Linked DNA regions of Mus musculus: all the other regions are linked to region 1. Evidence: chromatin contacts called from public ChIA-PET, HiChIP or PLAC-seq and Micro-C data. All regions are on one chromosome and are shown on one strand. Each heading gives the region's core, a stretch centred on a gene start, on an enhancer-like site or on the middle of the called end of the contact. The rest is flanking DNA. Distances are from core to core; before and after follow the strand shown.

Evidence for each region. A called contact is a pair of places that touch in the nucleus more often than the background predicts. ChIA-PET counts read pairs in DNA pulled down with a chosen protein or histone mark. HiChIP or PLAC-seq counts read pairs in DNA pulled down with a chosen protein or histone mark.
Region 2: a FOXA1 HiChIP or PLAC-seq map of pancreatic cancer cells shows a contact between it and region 1. The contact joins the enhancer-like site here to the promoter of Pkp4 in region 1. A contact is called at or near these places in 6 of 39 promoter capture datasets (cancer-associated fibroblasts, cranial neural crest, embryonic stem cells and 3 more), 4 of 484 Hi-C or Micro-C datasets (the N1E-115 cell line, cortical neurons, stem cell-derived neural progenitor cells and 1 more), 12 of 115 datasets of contacts at active chromatin or transcription factors (astrocytes, bone marrow-derived macrophages, craniofacial prominence and 7 more) and 1 of 9 other capture datasets (embryonic stem cells).
Region 3: a contact with region 1 is called in an RNA polymerase II ChIA-PET map of memory CD8 T cells, with 3 times the contacts expected there. The contact joins the promoter of Dapl1 here to the promoter of Pkp4 in region 1. A contact is called at or near these places in 10 of 39 promoter capture datasets (the 3T3-L1 cell line, 3T3-L1-derived adipocytes, cranial neural crest and 5 more) and 3 of 115 datasets of contacts at active chromatin or transcription factors (embryonic stem cells and memory CD8 T cells).
Region 4: a contact with region 1 is called in a Micro-C map of embryonic stem cells, with 4 times the contacts expected there. The contact joins the promoter of Tanc1 here to the promoter of Pkp4 in region 1. A contact is called at or near these places in 4 of 484 Hi-C or Micro-C datasets (CD4 T cells and embryonic stem cells) and 1 of 115 datasets of contacts at active chromatin or transcription factors (pancreatic cancer cells).

The regions. Positions count from the first base shown.
Region 1 is chr2:59,159,591-59,162,290 of GRCm38.p6, forward strand. Pkp4 (plakophilin 4) reads left to right here and starts at 1,260. Exons shown (of 22, transcript NM_026361.2): 1 at 1,260-1,538. Ccdc148 (coiled-coil domain containing 148) reads right to left here and starts at 1,093. Exons shown (of 15, transcript NM_001372501.1): 1 at 757-1,093.
Region 2 is chr2:58,681,861-58,684,560 of GRCm38.p6, forward strand. It overlaps a transcript of Upp2 not described here. Among named protein-coding and RNA genes, the nearest start is that of Upp2, 72 kb to the right of the region's middle. Within about 2 kb of position 1,286, at least 1 of the 459 cell types and tissues checked has an H3K27ac peak or open chromatin away from gene starts, as enhancers often do. A contact at or near this core is called in pancreatic cancer cells, where this site is marked.
Region 3 is chr2:59,483,308-59,486,116 of GRCm38.p6, forward strand. Dapl1 (death associated protein-like 1) reads left to right here and starts at 1,346. Exons shown (of 4, transcript NM_029723.3): 1 at 1,346-1,459. The coding sequence starts at 1,402.
Region 4 is chr2:59,610,729-59,613,428 of GRCm38.p6, forward strand. It overlaps Tanc1 (tetratricopeptide repeat, ankyrin repeat and coiled-coil containing 1), which reads left to right and starts at 1,314. Exons shown (of 27, transcript NM_198294.3): 1 at 1,314-1,468.

The DNA.
Region 1 (2,700 bases), core at 10-2,509:
GATAGTATAATATTTTTTTCTTTTTACTAAAGAGGATATTATGAAAATAACAAAGCCACCAAAAGAAGAAACATGAATACATCGGTGGCTATATGCTAGAGTGGTACTATTTTTAAAATATGTTATGAAGCAATATCATGTGTAAAAGTTCCAGATTAATAGCTACCATCTAATTATGAACATCACTCATCAAAAATAATTAGCACGAGCAAACTAGCACAAAATGATTTAAAATGAAAGTAGAGCACTCATTATTAAAGGTCAAGATTTGGGTGCGAATGCTCCCCTGTCCCAATTCATCATTTCCTTACCGATTTTAGTATTAATCTGGAAAACTGCCAGAAAGCAAAAATCCATCATTTGTAATCTATTTTTTTCTTTTTGAGAAATCATTGGGATGAATTCTGGCACTTCTCCAGCCTCAGACAAACTGGGAAGAGCATGCACCTGCCAAGCTCAGCACAGAAAGCACATAGTCCAAGAGGGAGGGGCGGAGGAGAGATCAGACTTGCTGTTTTGGGAAGCAGAGAACTCATTCTGTTGCGGGCTGGTCCTTTAGTACAACCCCACTCAGTTTCCTTACCAAAATACCACGTGCAAGAAATCCTGTTTTCGTTGGGAGGGGTTATAGGCTGGAAGAACCAAAAATCAGAGGAAATGTAGACTCAGGGAAGGGGGAGTGGTTGGAGAAAGAATTCAAGTGACCCTGTGACGTCAGGAAGAAGCAGAGATTTAAGGAATGGAGTGGAAACTCACCGGGCTGCACAGATCTCAAAGGTCAAAATGCATATAGCCTCGCATGCTCCCCAGATGCAGGAAAAATGAAACGCCCACTCCTGAGCTTTCAATGTAAAGTAGAAGTCCGGGGGCTCAGTTGTTTCTGCCTTTGACGCTGGGGACAAGCCCTACCATGCAGAGTCTTGGCAATACTCAAAAGCAAGACCCGCCCGATTTCAGAGCCCTCTCCCGGGAATCCCCTAATACTCCTTCCCCCCACCCCCTCCCGCGCCGGAGGCTACAGACACCTTCATCTTCACTCCCCACCTTCTCCTGGCCCTCTAGCTCTTAACAGCATCGGTCTCCATGGCGACCTGAAACCGCAGCTCCCATTGGCTCGTTCAATATGAGGGCCGGGCCAATGGGGAGGGCCGGCCCTCTCCTTCCGCCCAATGGGGCGGGCGCGGAGCCTGTCTGGGGACGGCAGCGTGCTGACGTTCCCGGGTGCCGGGACTGGCCGGGCGGGCGGGCGGGCTGGCGGCGGGGCGGCGGCCTCTGAGCAGTCTAGAGGGCTCCGGGGCTGAGTGCGCGTGGACGCCGGCCGCGGCGGCGGCACTATGGGCACGGGGTAGAGGCGAGCTGCCGCCGCCACCGGGGTGGTGGGAGAGCCTCTTCGGGGGAGGGGGCGGGAGGGGAGGGAGGGGAGGGCAGCGGCGAGGCTGCCGCACTTCGGCCAGTTTGCTCCGGTGCCGCAGCGGCGACCCTTCGGCGTGGATGTCCCTGGTCCCTGGAGCGACGACGGCCTCCGCCTGAGCTGGAAAGTAAGTGCGCGGGGCTGGCGGGAGGGCTCGGGGCTCTGGGGTGCTAGCTGCCCAGAGCGCGTCGAGCCGGGACCTGGCGGCGGCCAGGCGCCCCCCGCGGCTCCCTGGCTCGGATCTCTCGGTCCCCGCCGCGTGCTCCGCCATCCCGCCCGCCTCTCCCCTCCCCCCGGCGGCGCACAACTTTGCCCCGCACAGCTCGGCGCGGCCGCTTTTCCTCCCGCACCGCGCCACCGCTTCTCGAACTTGAGCCCCGAGGCTCCCGCGCGCCGTCGTGCCCGGGACCGGCCGTCTGTGTGTCCGTCCCTCGCTCCACCGAAGCAACCGCCAGCCGTGCCTCCCACGCTCGCCCGGCGTGTCGCCCGGGCCCCCAGAGCAGCGCTGGTGCCCGTGACGACCGCCCGGAGGGTCCAGGGCTCCCAGCTTGCAGCTGCAAACCGCACGCTCCTCCCTAGCGGGCGCCCCAGCCTTAAGGCTCCAGGCTGCCCTCCCGCGCCGCACTGCCTCCTCGCGCTGCCAGGAGTTAGAGCGAGCAGCTGCACCCAACGGAGGGTCGTGGGTCCCTGTCCCCTCTTACTCCTTGGGAAACGAGAGGGCGAGCGGCGGGACCGGGTTTTGGCGGCATAGTGACTGAGTGCGACACCCGGCGAGCGCGGGCAGCGGAGGCGCCGCGGTTGCTCCGGGCGCCGCGATAGGCAGGTGTGTGCGTCCAACGGGCGACGCGCGCTGCCAGCTTGTAGGCTGGCGACAGATTGTGCTGGAATGCAAGGAATGCACCAGGGACAGAGTCCGCACGGGCCGCGGCCGCACTAGCGCCTTCCCGGCCCTGATCTCGCCGCGTAGCCAGAGGTCACGGCGCATCTTCAGAGCTGGTAAGCCTCGTTCACTCTCCTGCCTCCGCTTCTCTCCCTGCGGCAGAGGGCGGTGGAGAGGGAAGCGCGGTAGTTTTCTTGGGGCTCCAGCCTATGGTTCTGGATTTTTTGCTGCATTGGTCTCCAGGACCGTGAATTTAGGTGTCAGTGTACCCAAGGTTATTATTGATCGTTGCAGAAGGCTCTTGGCAAGTTTGCTTTTGCAAGATTTGGATAGTGCGTGGTTTTTTTTTTTTTTTTTTTTTTTAACCAGGGTTTTCTGAATACCAGCAGAGACAGGGCCGAATGTTCTT
Region 2 (2,700 bases), core at 36-2,535, 480 kb before region 1:
AATGTAAAATACATCGGGGTCACCGAAAAGCAAGAGGTTGATTGATGATTGAATGACTTCTTAATTAAAACCATCTCTCTCTCTCTCTCTCTCTCTCTCTCTCTCTCTCTCTCTCTCTCTCTCTCTCTCACACACACACACACACACACACGAGGCAGAAGCCTTGTCTTCGTGAATGTGTCTCACTGGCTTGAATCTGCTGAATCACCCTTCCCAGCTCAGCAGGCAGACATGGGACTGGAGAAGGAGCTGAAAGCTCTATATCTTGATCTGAAGGTAGTGTGCTGCGTGTCACTGAGCCTGGGCTTAAGCATCTGAGACCTCAAAGTCCACCTCCACAGTGACACACTTCCTTCAACAAGACCACACCTTCTAATAGTGCCACTCCCTATCGGACAAGCATTCAAATACATGAGTATATGGGGGGGGGGGTGGTCATTCTTATTCAAACCACTACAGTTATGGTTATTTTCATTTCTTTGCATGAATGTGTATTCTCATCTCCACCCCCACCCCCTACCCCCAGGAAACTCCCTTTTCTGTAGCCAGAAATCCTGTCAGGAGACATCTGAGGAGATGCTGCCTTAAAGGAGTCCAAGCCTAAAACAACTAATAACTAATGTTTAGTAACATTAGATTGCATACTTAATTTAAACTAAGTTTGCCATTCTAAGATCAAACACAATTAATTTTCTTGTATTTAGACTTTAGAGCAGCAGTGAATTATTTTACAGTCATGTTTCCTTTGAAGCAGAAGCTGTGTGGACTGGTAATGTCATTTTCAGAATCTTGGTTGTTTGATTTTAATATTTCTTTATTTTCTGTGTGTGGGTGTTGCGCCTGATGTATATATGTGTGCTATGGGTATGCACTATCCATAGTGGTCACGGGATCCATTGTAACTGGTGTGAGCCCCCACGTGGGTGCTGGGAATGAAACCCAAGTCCTCCAGAAAGGCAGCCAGTGCTCTCTACCACTGAACCATCTCTCAGGCTCACCTTCAACGGACTGTGTTTTGCCTCCCTTGAGAGACTTGCTGGATGTACTCTGGCACCCCAGCAGCAGCGAGGCAGACATGAAGCCCTACAGGCACATGGGCATTTTAGAATTTTATTAGGAAAACCAGACCTGAGAATTTAATAGACACACCAAAATGGGGACAGATGTGACTCCCTCTCCTAGATCCCAGAAGGTGACAGACACCTAATACTGCCATGGCAGGGCCCTATCCCAACAGGATGTATCAACTTGATTGCCTGGTTCAGCTCAGTCCCCTCCTGTTGACATAGCTTACTCAGCTGCTTGGTATCTGCCCTGTCATGCATCTGGACTTGGACTTGACCCACCATCTCCTGCTCTAGACTGGGTTTGGCCTTTCACCTTGTAGACAAATTTTGCAGCTTGGCTCTCAAACCTGACTCCAGTATCTCTACTAACAGGTCTACCAGCAGGTCTCTTTTGGTACTTTTCTGCCTCAGTATCTTGAAACTGATTGAACCCTGCAGTGACCTCTTTAACTTATATTCATTCTCAAAACCATACATATGCATATACATACATAGATACATACATACGTGCGTATGCACATGCATGTGTGTGTGTTATATGTGTATGTTCTCTGTAATATGAAAGTTAATATTAGTAATTTAGATTGGAATAAAGAACATGTATTTACCTCTGACACAGTGCCAGCACTTATGACAAATTAGTCATTGAAACCTTTAAGCTGTGTGAATTTATTATTATTCAATAAATTGTGACATCATGGACAGACACAAACATGTCTTTCTATGTTTCTGACATATTGTGCTCATAGCATAGCCACTGTGATAAAGAGACAGTGACATTAAGAGTCAAACAAACGCATTCTGGGTATGGAGGCACATTAGGGCATTCATAAGGCAAAGGCAGGCAGATCTGGGAGTCTGAGGCCAGCCAAGCCTACTTAGTGTTTAGAGAAAAAAACAAAATTATTCTAGAAAACATTGTTATGTAATGCATTATTTAAATATCAATTAATAAATTAAATATTATGAGCATATACTTTCCACACTTCTTACAGCTTATATTGCTAAGTTGATCCAAACTTTCCTTTGTATCTATTGATGGGGAGTCATTCATATTCAGGAATTTTAGTCCATCTATGTTACTACAATAAAATACTGAAGGCTGGTCATTTACAAAGAGGAGGAATTTGGTTCTTCTATTTTTTGAGACTCAGAAGTTCAAGCTGTGTATATCAGTGTGTTTAGTTGTCCAGGAAAGGCCTAGTTTCAGTGACTGAATTCTGTGTCCTCCAGAGAATATGAGCATTGGGTCCTTGTAAGGGGAGGTTCTTATGCAAAGGTCTTGTTCCCCAATTGGTTCTTGGTTTGTCAGTAAAGAAGGCCGGGGGGGGGGGCAATTGCTGGATGTAAAGTACAGGTGGGACTTCAGGGTCCTGGGGCAGGGAGAGGGGGAGGAAGACATGAGGATGGACAGAGGAGCTTTCTGCCATGCTTTGGAGCAAAAAGAACTCAGCAACCATGTGAGATCTCTCTCAGGGAAAGCTGGGGTGGTGACCTCCGCTACAGGCAGGTGGCCAAGGGTGTTTGGCAGGGGCTAGGTGGGACCAGCCACTAAGTTTAGGGCAGGTGGAGAAATGGAGATAATAAATTAGTAAGGTCACACTTTTCCAGGCAGGAGATATCTGCATCCAAA
Region 3 (2,809 bases), core at 96-2,595, 320 kb after region 1:
CTGAGTTGTATGTTGTTGTGTGCATGTAACACAAGCTGTTTGTCTACTCTGCATTTAATGGGCTCTGGGGTTGTGTTTAACTTCTTTCACTCTTGAAGAGAAGTACTCTAGACATCTGTACACAGGGTTCTGTGTATAAAAGTTTTTATTTCTCTTAGAATTCCCTGCAATTTGATTATTGGTTGCACAATATGTGCTAAGTATGTTGAATTGACTTCTAACATTTTACTTTTTTTGTATTCTCATAACCATGTATAAAAGCTCCTATTGCTCTAACATCATCATTAACATTTAGGGGTTTTGTTTGTTTGTTTTGTTTTGTTTGTTTTTGAGACAGGGTCTCTCTACATAGGCCAGACTGGCCTCGAACTCACAGAGATCCACCTGCCTCTGCCTCCCAAGTGCTGGGATTAAAGGCATATACTGTCACGCCTAGTCGAAGGGCAGTTTTTGATGGAAGAACAGTTTGTCCAAGTACTGTCTGCTAAATGTTGGCCCTGGAGGTACAGCAATATGCTTTAACTCATACGTTCTTAGCAAAAAGTTGCATCTATTGGTTACCATTTCACTATATTACCACCGATATTTCTGCATCAATGAGTATTAGTTGAAACATGATTTGGAATATGCACTACACAGCATTCTCTTGATCACATCTTAATTTAGCTAAGCCTCTGCTTGGTGAATATTTATAGTAGATGTGATGACAGGTACATATAATTCTAACTCTGAGGAGGTGGAGACAAAAAGACTAAGTTTGGGGCTGGCTTGAGAAACTTAACAGGACCCTGTCTCGAAATGAAGTCAAAAGGACTGGAAAGGTGGCTCAGTTCTTAAGAGCCCTGTTTTAAAACAAATAAAACAATATAAGAAAGAAAAGAAATACATAATTACTATACTTGCACAGAAGTCTCTGTCCACACCTGCAATTCTTTTCTTAGCATGAGTGCTCAACACTGGGAAGCCCTTAGAAAGGAAAGGTGCTCACTTGTATTGTCTCTTAGAAAGACTATAGATGTCTTAAAGCAAAGACTCTGTCTTGTCCATTGTGACACCCCTGGACGTGACAAGGACCTCACACTGGAACACTGCTCTTACCAGAGAGAAGAATCGTTGACGTTAAGAAAGAATTCATCCAGACTGGATCTTCTCTACACTCTCCTCAGACCTCACTCTGTCCTGTAAACATCTACCTGGCTTTCCCAGGCTAACGAAAGAAGAGAAGGCTTGCCAAAGAGACTCAGGTTCCAGGGCAGCTTAATGATGAGCCTGGTTGTTGCTCAGCAATGCCCTCAAGGGGCCCCGCCCCCTGAAGCTATAAAGCCTTAGTGAGGTGAGATGAGCCAGTTACAACTGGCACTCAGCCTCAGAGCATCGGCAAGGCACTGGCACACAGGCACTATGGCAAACGAAGTACAAGTTCTGCCGTCCCCGCTGAAAGGGCGGTATGCCCCAGCAGGTAGGTTCCCCCACCTGACCTCGCTCCCACCGAAAAAGGCTTCCACACTCCATCTGAGAGGCATCCATCCTCCCAGAAGTAGTGTTGCTTTAACTTCCAGCAGCCCGAGCTCCTCCATGGTTGTAGATTAGTTGTGACCCCTCACCTAGGGGTTACCACCTTGGGGAGCCCTACCTTTCTCCAAGATGCCCATGGTTAGCTGACCTCATACTGACTTCCATGAAGAGAACAGCAGTACCCCGTTTCTGCTTCTTGAGTCTTTGGGCTTGGGCAATGCTCTCAACCCATAAACTGAGGAGCAGGTTTTAATAAGCACCCATTGTCTGCAGGGGCTCTAACAACTAGAGAGCCTTCCTTTTTTTTTTTTTTAAATCCATGCTATTGACGTCAACTCTGTGGACTCTAGAAAGTGGTTCTCCTGCAACTAAGCCTATGTTTACATAGCTTGACTAGCATGAACAGGCCTACTTTTAGTCAGTTTTACATTCTTCCAACTGCTATCCCTCTCCCCTGGCATCTCAAAAGCCTGGCTGCTTTGTCCTTGCCTGTCTCCATTTACAAATCCAGTTATTTGTATAATTCTTTGTCAGGTCTAAGAGGAGGCGGAGGCCTCTTAGCTGCTGGCAGGTAGGACAGGCACAGGCTTTGCAAAGGGCAAGGATCTGATACAGACCCAGAGCTTTCTAGAAGGCAGCCCAGTAGAATCAGAGTCTTCCGGCTCGTTCTACACACCATGGCCGGTCTGCTTTGCCAGTCTACGGACATTCCACACTTGTAGTTGGATTCAGCAGTTTTTAATGTTAAAATTTTAAAGGTTTTGATGCAAACGAGTCTGGGAGCGAACGGGCACGTTGTTGGAAGAGGAACTCATATATTGCATGGATAAAAAGAAATGCCACCACTCTCTTCTGCTGCCTCCACTCCCATCCAACTAAAAAATCCGATTTGCTACAGTACATTCATGCACAAAGTTAAACTTAAATGAGAGTTTGAATGATACCACCGGGGAACTTCCTGTCCCTGTCACTAATGATTGCTAATTGCTCTGTGTACAGAGCGCACCATGACTCTATCAAGCATGTCACAGTGCCTCTGGCATGACAATGAATTGTTATGAACTGTGACACTGCAGATAAGGGCTTTGGGATAATTGGGATGGAGATGAAGGCAGGCTTGCTCTCCCACTGAGCTCCAGAGAACAAAGAGGTTTCATCCTTCAGCTCGTCTTCCCCCAACCACCATCACCTTTTTTTTTTTTTTAATTTAAAGTCTGAACCAGTTTTCAATGATGCAAAGTTTTATTTATGGAACAAAACTAATAAGATGCCAAAAATTCTATTAAGTCTTCAC
Region 4 (2,700 bases), core at 64-2,563, 450 kb after region 1:
ATGTTCGCTGCATACTTATAAATATAGTGATAATCAGGTCTTTGACTATACGAGTGAAAAATACCCAACACATTCGAACCATCTTTTATTTATTATGGAGAGATAGATTGAGCAGCCTTTTGCTTCCTGTCACTTTTCACAGGAACTTTAAATGCAAACACCATTCTTGCAGCTATCTTTATATTGGGAAGCTCTATGTGAGGTTGAAGTTTTTATAGGGAAAGTTGTTTAAAACACAGTTGTCTTTAAAGGCAGGTTTGCCACAGCAAAGGTTAGGGGTTGGCAATAAACCCATTTATAGCAACTTCTGTATTCTTCACTCTCCTTACACGGATGGGCGGCCTGTGTGCAATTCCTGTTGGAATTTCTAGTTGATCCTTCTGCAAAGAAAGGGGGCCCAAAGGGCTTTTGGGAATAGAGAGGGCTGAGCCTTCTACATATAAATTGGCTGCCTGGATTCCTGGGAGGTTGTGGAGGACCCAGGTCTCCCAGTTCCCTAGGCCATTTTCAAACTTCTGTTCTATTGGGAATAACAAAACATTTTGGGAACTAGGGAGTTTAATTTACTGCCACCAGCCTACTTAATAATAGCATCTTTGTCTGTTCTTCCTCCAGGACTCCTCCTCCTGACAAGGAAGCTAGCCGCTGGCCAGTGTACTTAGCCCAGACAGTACTGCTAGCCACAGAGTTCGAGGAGGGAGGACTGCCCCTGACTCTGGGCAGTCACTGATCCCCGGAACAACCCCAACTTAACTTTCCAGAAAGAAAAAGGTGCAATGGGCGAGATGCACTTTCCATCTTTCTCAGCTCATTTTGGAACAAGAAAGTGTATTTGTTTGTGTTTAGTTAAGCGAGGGGAAGAAAAGCCAACAAAGCCACCCTAAGGCATCCGCGGAAACTTCAGCTTGGCTAATTGCTCCCATATGTCCTCCTCGGATGCTTTCAGAGAGCAGCGCAGACCGAAGGCCGAGCCACTTTACTGATTCTAAAACGGCTAAAAAAAGGAGGAGAGGGCTAATCACACTTCTGATCCTGTCCCACTGGGGTCCAGGCGAGGCCCCAGGGGAGCAACCTTCTCCCGGAAAGCTTAGCTTCCCGCAGAGGACATGCTGGGTGAGGAGGGGGCGAAGGCGCCGGGAGGAAAGTTGGCGTGCGGCGCCCCAGCGGGTCCCAGAGCCGGGGCAGCTCCGGTCGGGAGGGGCGCGGGAGGCACAGCCCCGGCGGGCGCGCACAGGGAAGGTGCCTTCCGGAACACGCGCAAGGGCGGGGACTCGCGCTGCCAATGAGGTCCCGGTGTGGGCCGAGCGAGGCGCGGGGACGGGCCGGAGCGCTGCCTCCGCGGTGGCAGCTGCGGGAGCCCGGCTCGGGAGCCGCAGGAGCCGCAGCCGCCAAGCGCCCAGCCCTCTGCGCCCTGAGGCTCGGCCCCCGGGGTGGGAACCGCGCCGAAAGCTGGAAACTTTCCTGGCAGGTAACTCTCGCTGCCGGGGCGCCGCTGCCGGCCCCCGGGAGTCCGCAGCGGGCGGGGAAGGAAGGGTCCCGGAGAGCAGCCTGGGAAACGAGAGCCAGGCTGGTGGGAAAGTTTCGGGACGCCCCCTCCTCCGCCGGGCCCAGCGGGAGCTTTCCCGGAATAGGCGCAGGCACGCCGGAGCTCCCGGCCTGGGGCTAGGCGCTGCCGGGGAGTCGGTGCAGGCCGTTTCCTGCGCTCCCGGAGGAACGGGTTGCAGCAGAGCCGGGCTAGGGGGACATTGGGATCACGCGGCGCTCAGGACTTTCCCAGCCGGCCCTTGCCCGCCTCTTCGGTCCCTTGGCTAGACAGGGCCTGGGCTGCGCCGGGCACCTGGGTGGGGGGAGTAGGGGGACGTGCAGGCGGGGCGCCTGGCACCGCGGGGTCTTGAGTGTCGCCGCGCGCGGGTCGCCAAGTTCCCGGGAGAACTTCAGCGGGGGTGGGGGTGGGGTGGGGAATCGTATCGCCCACCGTGAGCTGAAAGTGTGTGATTCGCTCCTGCAGGCTGCGGCTCGCAGATGCAAGCCAATTTCTTTCCCTGGTGGTGTTGGTGATAGGGTGATGATTTGGGATTAGACCTTGAGGATTTTTTTTTTTTCTCTTCCTTTTAGTAGTGCCAGCTAAATGAAGGGTCGTGTCAAGTTTGCGAGTCCCCTTGTCCTTGGGCGACGAGTAGTTACTTTGGAGGCATTATGGGGATTCAGGTTCTTCCTGGAGGACTTTTGGGTGTGTGTGTGTGTGTGGGGGGGGGCCCTTGGGTTCGGCGCGGCCGCTTTCCGGAACGGCTGGCGGGGAAGGAAGCCCTGGGCATTGTGTAGCGTGTTTTCAGTCAGCAAGATCTCTGGACTGGAGTTCCCAAAACTTACTTGACTTATTGTGTAAAGGCTCCCGGAGGAAATGCGGCCATGGCCAGGTAGAAGAAACGCGGTGCCGCGGCCGAGGGAGGAGGACGCCGAGCTGTGACAGTCTTCTTCAGGCTGCCTCGGCTCCGGCTTGGCAGCCCCAGATTCTTGTGCCTGGAGTAGTGGGACCGGTCTGAGTAATACAGCTTCCTGCAGAGTGAACTCAGGGTGGTGAGGAGAGCACCTTCATCTTGAACTTGACCCCCGGAGTAGCGTCCTGGCGGGTTAAAAGGTAAAGGCAGGCTGAGTCTTAACCTGTAAAGGAGTTCAGACGCCGCTAGCTCCTGGTTCAAG